Linked DNA regions of Pan troglodytes: region 1 is linked to region 2. A link is a contact called in public capture Hi-C data. All regions are on one chromosome and are shown on one strand. Each heading gives the region's core, a stretch centred on a gene start, on an enhancer-like site or on the middle of the called end of the contact. The rest is flanking DNA. Distances are from core to core; before and after follow the strand shown.

Region 1 (4,857 bases), core at 1,476-3,975, 280 kb before region 2:
GAGCAGCTGGGACTACAGGCATGCGCCACTGCACCCGACTAATTTTTTATCTTTTTTGTAGAGACAGGCTCTCAATATGTTACCCAGGCTAGTCTTGAACTCCTGTCCTCAAGCTGAGGATCCTCCCACCTCGACTGATTTTTGTTTTTTGTGTTTGTTTGTTTGTCTGTTTGTTTGACAGAGTCTTGCTCTGTCACCCAGGCTGGAGTGCAGTGGTGCAATCTTGGCTCACTGCAGCCTCTGCCTCCCGGGTTTCAGCAGTTCTTCCACCTCAGCCTCCCAAGTAGCGGGATTACAGACACCTGCCACTACACCTGGCTAATTTTTGTATTTTTAGTAGAGACGGGGTTTCATCATGTTGGCCAGGCTGATCTCGAACTCCTGACGTCAGATGATCCACCCACATTGGGCCTCCCAAAGTGCTGGGTTTACAGGCGTGAGCAGTCACGCCCAGCCTGATTTTTTCTTTTTATGCAGTTTTAGTCCACAAGAAGAAATTTTCCAGGCTCCAGTCTTTGCCACTCAACCTGTGTCAGACTTCACCTTTATAAATGGAGATCGTTAAGCCTGGAGCCAGCTCCATCAGGTCACGGACTCGTGGCCTTGGGTAGAAGGCCCAGTTGCGCTGCTGTGATTTCAGCACTCACCCTTGTTGGAAATGTTGCTTTTTCTTCATGCACATGGCTGTTTTTTCAAAAGTGCTGCAGAAATGTGGCCAAGACAGCAGAAAAGGTGTGAGCATCCCTGGCTACAAACGTATTTGAAACCAAAAGGGAAAAGAAAACGCAGGCAGCCAGCAGTTGCTACAGAAACGTGATTTTCAAAGCATCTGCGTCACCCGCAACCTCATGGAAGCCTCGGTTTAGTTTACAAAGGAGCGAGTGGTCAGAAAGACGATTTGACCACTTTGTATTCGTATGATTCATTCAGAGCAGAAGTTTAAAAATCCATGAAACACTTGCCCCGTGTGGGCACGGTGGAATGGGGATTCACTGGGGGCTTTTGAAAGCAAAGGCTGGTTTAACAAAAATTCTGAAAAGACAGCACCTATAGGGGGTGTGCAAAGGTCCCCCACCTCCATGTGGTTCACAAGAAAGAAAAAAGGGAAAGGAATTGTGGTTAACAGAAAAGGAGGTTTCCCCGATTGTCAGGAGGTGTTCTGGAAGCATCCTCTTGGGACCGGTTTGTTGATTCGACCACTTTGTCCTTGGGACTGGGCAGCTGGGCCAGCTGGGGCCGGACCAGGGCTGGTCCCGTGATTGTGTCTACTTCTGCCCTGTCCCCTGCACGCACCGTAACTGCATGGCTATGACCCCGCCCTCAGCGTCCGTCTCTGCACCTCTTTCTCCTCATGGCTCCTGGGTGGGGAGAGGCAGAGGGAGGAGAGCAGGCCCAGCTTGGTGGGGAGGTAGGGGGCTGCACGTCCCAGGTCACACAGGTGGAGGTGGGGCAGCGGGAGGACCATCTGGTCACCTTCTCTCTCTCAGTCCCTTCCCCAGCCCCCCGCCAGCCCCCAGCTCTGGCTTGAGCCAATTTTCTAGCAGCCTGTTCCCCAAACAGGGTAGCCCTCCCATCTCCCACCCTCTCCATTAAGGCCACTTGAGATTAAAAAAAAAACAAAACAGCCCCAGCTAGGATTGGAGGTGCAGACGGGGCTTGTGATTTCCCAGAGGACAGAATAGGAATGAGAATAGGGGCTGGTGGGGGCATCTGACCTCCCCTACCCCACCTCCCTGGCAGTGCCCAAGAGCTTCCGGGGCCCCAGGTAGAAGGAACCAGCCTCTCCCCTTTTAACACCACCCAGCAGGAAAAAAAGGGTGGGGAGGGATAGGGAAATAAATATGTTGCTTTGCCGAAATGTGCTCACTGTGTATTTCTCTCTCCTCCTCCTCCTCCTCCTTCCCTCTCTCTCTCCCTTCTCTCTCTCCCCCTTCTCTCTCTCCGTCGCCCCTCTGGCTCCCCCTCCCCGGCCCCCATGTGTCTGTCTGTCTGTCTGTCTCTCTCTCCCAGGCCTTATGACCTATAGAAGCCAGGCGGTGCAGGAACATGCCAGCACCAACATGGGGCTGGAGGCCATAATTAGAAAGGCACTCATGGGTAAATATGACCAGTGGGAAGAGTCCCCGCCACTCAGCGCCAATGCTTTTAACCCTCTGAATGCCAGTGCCAGCCTGCCCGCTGCTATGCCCATAACCGCTGCTGACGGACGGAGTGACCACACACTCACCTCGCCAGGTCTGCAGGCCACCCCCGCCCCGCCCCCGTCTGTCCCCACCCCCGGTGTGATTAATCCTCGCTCCTCCGCGCTCCTCTGACAACCCCCTCCTCGAGCTTTGGAGCTTGTGACTTTATTTTTGTGCGTGTTTGACCTCGTTCTGGAGTTTGCTAATCTGAAGCTGGGCTGACACCCCCCAAGTGTCTGTACCCTCTGCCCCCCAGCCCCGGCCCTCCTGCCCACTAGGCCCAAAGCGCTGCCGCCTCCCTCGGACACTCACACTGCTGTCCGCCCCCCAGTCCTCCCGCCTTCCTCCCTGCGGAGACCCGGCTTCTTGGCCCATCTGTCTCCTTGAGGGAGAGCAGGCTGGAGTGAAGCCCCACCCACACTGTGTGGACAGGGGAATGGCAGCCAGGCCTGTGCTCAGCATCTGCCAGACCCACTATGTGTCCTCAGCTGCCCCTTAGCCTGGTGGGGAGGAGCCCAGGGTCTGTCTCAGCCCTGGGAGTCAGGGAGCCTTAGGGGTCAGCCTGGTTCCCCATCAATACCCTCTGTATCGGGGCAGGGAGCTGAGGAGAGAGTTGCAGTTGTCCAACCTGGACACTGAGGCCCCAAGAAGCTTCTGGAGCCTCTGTGGGGGTCAGGCCTGGCCTCAGGGGTCCTGACTTCTCTGCACGGGGCCTGGATCCTGCCTAGCCTTAGCATGGTTCTGGGGCCACGCTCAAACTGGAAGCCCAGCTTCATGCTTAGGGTTCCAGCCCCTGGGGCTGGGGTTGCTGCAGGACAGCCCAGGGGGCTATTGCAAACAGCAGACAGTTTAGCCACCTCCCCCCGCCCAGCAGAAACTATCTCCACCCTCCAGGCTCATGGCTGGCCATCTGGTCAACCCTGGCTTCCCAGCTGGGGCGGGCAGCAGGGAGGAGGGGTTCACGTCGCTGCTCTCCCTCCCTCTTTGGAGGGCCCATGGCAGGACCTCACCCTGCCCCTGTGGCCCCACCGCAGCGTCAGTGCTGTCTTCACTGCCCAACGCAGCCCCTTCCCATCTTGTCCCCCTGCAGGTGGCGGCGGGAAGGCCAAGGTCTCTGGCAGACCCAGCAGCCGAAAAGCCAAGTCCCCGGCCCCGGGCCTGGCGTCTGGGGACCGGCCACCCTCTGTCTCCTCAGTGCACTCGGAGGGAGACTGCAACCGCCGGACGCCGCTCACCAACCGCGTGTGGGAGGACAGGCCCTCGTCCGCAGGTGGGCACCAGGTGGGGACAGGGCTGGGCTCGCCGAGCCCCCCGACACTGGGCTGTGAATGCTGCCGGGGCACTGAATGCTGAGCGCCTGCTGCGTGCAGAGCTCAGACTCGGGCCTGTTCTGTGGAAACGCTGTCCAGGGGCCTGGGCAGCTGAGCCTGGCTCACGAACCATCAGGATGCTTCTGCCAGGGGCACAGGCAGAGGAAAAGGGTGTGGTTGGGGCCGGCCAGATCACATGGGCCTGGTGGGCCATCCAGGGGAGCCTGGACTTCCTTTGATGGGTAGTGAGGAGGCGTGGAGGGCTTTCGGAAGGGAAATGCTCATCTAACATAGGGTCAGAAGGCCCCTGGGAGAATAGACCAGAGGGACGGTGAATAGGCTACTGCTATAGTCCAGGCAAAAGACAGCAGCAGGGTGTGAACAGGGACGGAAGTAGAACAGGTGAAGAGAGGCAGACGGTTCTGAGACCTGTTTGCAATTAGAAAGGTCTGGGAGGACTGTTGGACAGAAACGCTGAGGCCTCTGTTCCCGGTGTGGTGGGCAGGCGGCCAGCAGGGGCTGCCGGGCTCACAGAGGCCTCCCGGGCATCTTTCGCTTCTTCCCGCAGGTTCCACGCCATTCCCCTACAACCCCCTGATCATGCGGCTGCAGGCGGGTGTCATGGCTTCCCCACCCCCACCGGGCCTCCCCGCGGGCAGCGGGCCCCTCGCTGGCCCCCACCACGCCTGGGACGAGGAGCCCAAGCCACTGCTCTGCTCGCAGTACGAGACACTCTCCGACAGCGAGTGACTCAGAACGGGGGAGGGGGGGGCGGTGTCAGGTCCCAGCGAGCCACAGGAACGGCCCGGCAGGAGCGGGGCGGCTGCCGACTCCCCCAACCAAGGAAGGAGCCCCTGAGTCCGCCTGCGCCTCCATCCATCTGTCCGTCCAGAGCCGGCATCCTTGCCTGTCTAAAGCCTTAACTAAGACTCCCGCCCCGGGCTGGCCCTGTGCAGACCTTACTCAGGGGATGTTTACCTGGTGCTCGGGAAGGGAGGGGAAGGGGCCGGGGAGGGGGCACGGCAGGCGTGTGGCAGCCACACGCAGGCGGCCGGGGCGGCCAGGGACCCAAAGCAGGATGACCACGCACCTCCACGCCACTGCCTCCCCCGAATGCATTTGGAACCAAAGTCTAAACTGAGCTCGCAGCCCCCGCGCCCTCCCTCCGCCTCCCATCCCGCTTAGCGCTCTGGACAGATGGATGCAGGCCCTGTCCAGCCCCCAGTGCGCTCGTTCCGGTCCCCACAGACTGCCCCAGCCAACGAGATTGCTGGAAACCAAGTCAGGCCAGGTGGGCGGACAAAAGGGCCAGGTGCGGCCTGGGGGGAACAGATGCTCCGAGGACTGGACTGTTTTTTTCACAC
Region 2 (4,673 bases), core at 2,112-4,611:
TTCTAAATGTTGCTCCACTGTGTTCCTACGCAGATTTTTTTTTTTTTTGAGACAGGGTCTCGCTCTGTCACCCAGGCTGGAGTGCAGTGGTCCCATCATCGCTTACTGCTACCTTGAACTCCTGGGCTCATGTAATCCTTCCACCTCAGCCTCCCAAGTAGCTAGGACAACAGGCACATGCAACCATGCCCAGCTGCCTGCACTGATTTTGTATTAATTATTTTGCTACAGCTTTTCCATTCAACTCTGCATTAGCTCGGTCTTATCTTCAAATAACTTTTTCAAAAAAAAACTTAATAAACATTATAGTCCTCCAATATTTGAAAATGAGAGCTTGTTGCCTTTACATTCAAATGCAAGGAGAAATCAATAAACGGAACATGTCATCAAATATACAAAACACACTAGGTAGTGATAAGCCTTCTGAAGAAAAAAGAGGGCAGGGTGGTGGGGAAGGTCTCACAGATAAGGTGACGTTTGACTGGAGATCTAACGTAATGTGGGAACCATGCAGACAGCTAGGAGAAAGACCATTCCAGAACAGCAAGTGCAAGTCACTGAGGTAGGAATGTGCTAAGAGTGTTCAAGGAACAACAAAGATACCAGAGTGGCTGGAGCATAGTGAGAGAGGGGGAGTTGTGACAAGACAGAGTCAGAATATAGTAGTTGGCCTGGTCAAGGAGGGCTTTAGAGACCTTGCTAAATGCTTTGGGTTTTATCCTGCATTATGTGGGAAACCATTGAGCATCCATTCCTCCTAATTTACTCTCCACGTGCCAGCTAGAATTATCCTTTTAAAACGTAAGTCAGTGGTCCCCAACCTTTTTGGCACCAGGGACCAGTTTCGTGGAAGACAGTTTTTCTGCAGATGGGGGCAGGGAATGATCCCAGGATGATTCAAGAACATTACATTTATTGTGTACTTTTTTCTATTATTATTACATTATAATATACAATGGAATAATTATACAACTCACCATAATGTAGAATCAGTGGGAGCCCTGAGTTTGTTTTCCTGCAACTAGACAGTCCCATCTCGGGGTGATGTGATGGGAGATAGTGACAGATCATCAGGCATTAGATTCTCATAAGGAGCATGTAACGTATATCCCTCGCATGTGCAGTTCACAATAGGGTGTGCATTCCTATGGGAATCTGATGCTGCTGCTGATCTGCCAGGTGGTGGAGCTCAGGTGGTAATGTGAGTGATGGGGAGCAGCTGTAAATACAGATAAAGCTTCACTCACTGCTCACCTCCTGCTGTGCAGCTTGGTTCCTAACAGGCCAAAGACAGGTACCGGTCCATGACCCAGGGGCTGGAGACCCTTGACTTAAGTCACATCATGATGCTTATATGACAACTTGGCTGGGTATAAAAGCCTTGGTTGCACATTCTTTTCCTCAGAATTTTATGGATATGGCCTCACTGTTTTCTTGCTCTGAATATTGATGTGGAACGTCTAAAGTCTTATTTATACTTCCTAAATATTACTTACCTTTTCTGATCAAATACATGAAAAATTCTTTCTTTATCCTAAAGCTTATTAACTGACCTAAAGCTCATTGACTAAAACCAAGTAGTTTTAGTGTCCATCAAACTTTCTAAATATTTCCAGCAACATAGTATGCTCTCTTAAGCTGAAATTCAGCAATTCCTTCATTTCCAGGGAAATTTCTTCCAGCTCTGAATACCTTTTTGGTTCCATTTGTTGATTTCTTAGGTCACTATTGGTCCTTACGTTTGACGCTCACCGTTCTTGCATTCTCTTTAATTGCTTTTTTCTCTTTATTCTATTTCTCCTGGGAAAGAGATGTAGTAGGGTGGACTATATGAAACTGTCATATTTTTGTAGGTCAAAAACAGTCAAATATTAGCAATTTCATATGACTTGACCTAGTTTGGGAATTCATTAGAACTTGAGTGGTAGCTGAATTCACAGAAATTGAGCTCTTCTCCCCTTCTGTCCTGAAGGAAAATCTTTCCCAGAAGCTCTCATGAGACTTGTCCTCATGTCTCACAGGTGAAACCTGAATCACAGGCCCACCCCAAAGACCAATCACTATCAAAGGGAACAGAATGGCTTTGCTGATTTAATCATGATTCATCCTAGGGCTGGACATGCAGACACCCAAACAAAATCTGGCCTCTGTATCATCAAGGAAGACAGGAGACAGGAGGATGGTTGCTGGGAAGGTAACTTGGACGGGGGAGTGTGTTTGGGCCTCAGCCTGATATCAGGGATTAGTGCTCACATGGTTTTCTGGGAAGACCCACACAGAGCGGAGTCCCAGGGTCATGGAGTGGTGCTCCACTGACATCTGGCTCTTCAGAGGAGGAGGTTTGTCACTGTCAGAGATGAGACGGATGAGGTCAAGGGCTCTGAAAGCACAGAAGGTTTTGAAATTGCATAAAGGGTCTGTATTGCCAGGCCTGGGGAAGTGCTAGAGAGAAGAGAAGCCTGGCCCTATTGACACTTTAACTGGCCTCATATGAACTTCTTTAAAGAAGACTGAAGAGCAGAGATTTTATGTAAAGGAAAAGAAATTCAGGGGCTGGGCTGGGGAGGACACTTATTTCAAAGAGCTTCTCTCCAGGCAGCTTTTCTCTCTGCCCCACAGGAAAGCTTTGTGAAATAGCATCCTTCCCTGCTCAGCCCCTGACGCGTTTGCAAACAGAACAGACTGGGTTTGTGCAGTGGCACTGCCACCCCCCACGCCACCCCAGTCACTCATGCAAAGAGCTATTGCCAGTGGGAAATGAAAAAACAAAGAGAGGCCTTTTCCTCTGCCTGCTGACCTCCTTTTAGGATCCTGGTCTACAAAATATCATCATCATCATTTCCATTTTGGAAACAGATGAGCCTAGTCTTGGGTTCAATAAACTCTTCAAGCCTGAATCCCAAGGCACACTCACTGCCTCCCAGCCTATAACACGCCAAGTTAGCAGAATCTGTGGGCTCCCAGTTTTTCCACCTAGAAAGCAGGAGTGAATGCGTCCCTCTCTCACTACACGGGTACATGATAGAAGATCAGTGAGGCCGCAGGAGCCAGGAATTCTCCTCAGCAGCCTCCCTTCCCTCTCAAAGCATCCCACGGTACCCTCTGCAACAGGATCTTCAAATATTTTTAATCATGCATCCCTACCAGGAAAAAAAAAAATGAGCACAGTGATAGTCGAGTCCTGCAGGAAGCAGACACTGAGATGCAGTTAGGAGGCTGAGGTTAATTGCAGGTGACTCCTGTAAAAGATACAAGAGAGAGGCACAGGAGTGGGCAGACGAGCCTCCAACACCATGCAGATCTGGCAGCCACCGCCGGCCCCACCCAGGCTCCAGAGCAAAGACTGCCCACTGGAGGAATCCCCCATTGAGCAGAAATGGCCAGGCCCAAGGACACCTGCTGTGCTTGGTGTCGGGCCGGGCTGCCCCTGCTCAGAAGCCGAGGGGGAGCCTGAGGCACATTGAATGACTGGAGGCTGCCAGATAACCGCACTTCCTGCCTGAGCAAGCTCCTTCTTAAAAGGAGATCCGAGCAATACACCTCTATAGTTGCTGCATGCCTGTGTGTGTGTGTGTGAGTGTGTGTGTGTGTGTGAGTGTGTGTGTGTGTGTGTGTGTGTCGCATGGGCTGCTGTATTATATGTTACATGCCCTAAAAATAGATCCAAAAATTAAAATTTCACAATGATGTGGCACGAAACACATAAACAGGCGCTCTCATGTTCTCCCTCTGCTCGCCCCCGACTGCACTGCTGTCACCCGACTCTGCAGACTCTGTTCTGGGAAGGAACATGCCTGTGCATGCAGCTGTTTCTTCTTTTTTTTTTTTTTTTGAGACGGAGTCTCCCTCTGTCACCCAGGCTGGAGTGCAGTGGCGCGATCTCGGTTCACTGCAACCTCCACCTCCCGGGTTCAAGTGATTTTCCTGCCTCAGTCTCTCGAGTAGCTGAGATTACAGGTGTGTGCCATCACAGCCGGCTAATTTTTGTATTTTTAGTAAAGACGGGGTTTCACCATATTGGCCAGGCTGGTTTGGAACTCCTGACCTCAAGTGATCTGCCCACCTTGGCCTCCCAAAGTGCTGAGATTACAGGAGTGAGCCATGGCGCCCGGCCACATGCAGCTTCATGGACCACTCCCCGCTTGCCTGAAGAGGTGCTGGCTCCCCTCTGTCCAGCAGCAGCTGATTATTCCTTGGGCCTCATGGGCTGCAGGGTCAGAAAGCGATCCCGCAATTCAGGGCACTCACCTAGCCTTTTCATCCCCTGGTTAAAGTCTTAGATCCAGCATCTAAACCACATAACTCCAGCTTTTACCACAGAAACTCCCAAAGACGCATAGCAACTGTCACAACACGCAGCTCTTCTTGTCCTTCCCTCAACCCTACAGCAAAGCAGCCACCAGGAGGCAAGACCTTTTGGATGCTGAAAGGGGAGAAATGGATACTTTGCCACAGCGTGTGCAATATTGAGCTGCAATCATTTCCTTTGTCTGCAAGTTGAAAATCCCCAAAGCGCAACCCTCTTCAGGAGGACACAGGAAGAGCTGCATAGGGTCTGGGCTTCAAACTGAAGCCCAGACACAACCATTGAGTCCCAGGGATTATGAACAGAAGCCAGCGCTTGGACACCTCAGGGGTTGCCCAAGTCTCACAGTATCTTAACGGTGCTAACG

The links. Capture Hi-C pulls out chosen DNA fragments and counts their contacts.
Region 1: a capture Hi-C map of stem cell-derived neural stem cells shows a contact between it and region 2, with 4 times the contacts expected there. The contact joins two enhancer-like sites. A contact is called at or near these places in 5 of 7 Hi-C or Micro-C datasets (blood, induced pluripotent stem cells, lymphocytes and 1 more) and 1 of 1 other capture datasets (stem cell-derived neural stem cells).

Annotation. Positions count from the first base shown.
Region 1 is chr10:131,151,644-131,156,500 of NHGRI_mPanTro3-v2.0_pri, reverse strand. NCOR2 (nuclear receptor corepressor 2) reads left to right here. Exons shown (of 48, transcript XM_024348140.3): 46 at 2,011-2,097; 47 at 3,274-3,453; 48 at 4,062-4,857. The coding sequence ends at 4,243. Among named protein-coding and RNA genes, the nearest start is that of RFLNA, 38 kb to the right of the region's middle. Within about 2 kb of position 2,725, at least 6 of the 24 cell types and tissues checked have an H3K27ac peak or open chromatin away from gene starts, as enhancers often do. A contact at or near this core is called in stem cell-derived neural stem cells, where this site is marked.
Region 2 is chr10:130,867,774-130,872,446 of NHGRI_mPanTro3-v2.0_pri, reverse strand. No RefSeq gene overlaps it. Among named protein-coding and RNA genes, the nearest start is that of ZNF664, 74 kb to the right of the region's middle. Within about 2 kb of position 3,361, at least 7 of the 24 cell types and tissues checked have an H3K27ac peak or open chromatin away from gene starts, as enhancers often do. A contact at or near this core is called in stem cell-derived neural stem cells, where this site is marked.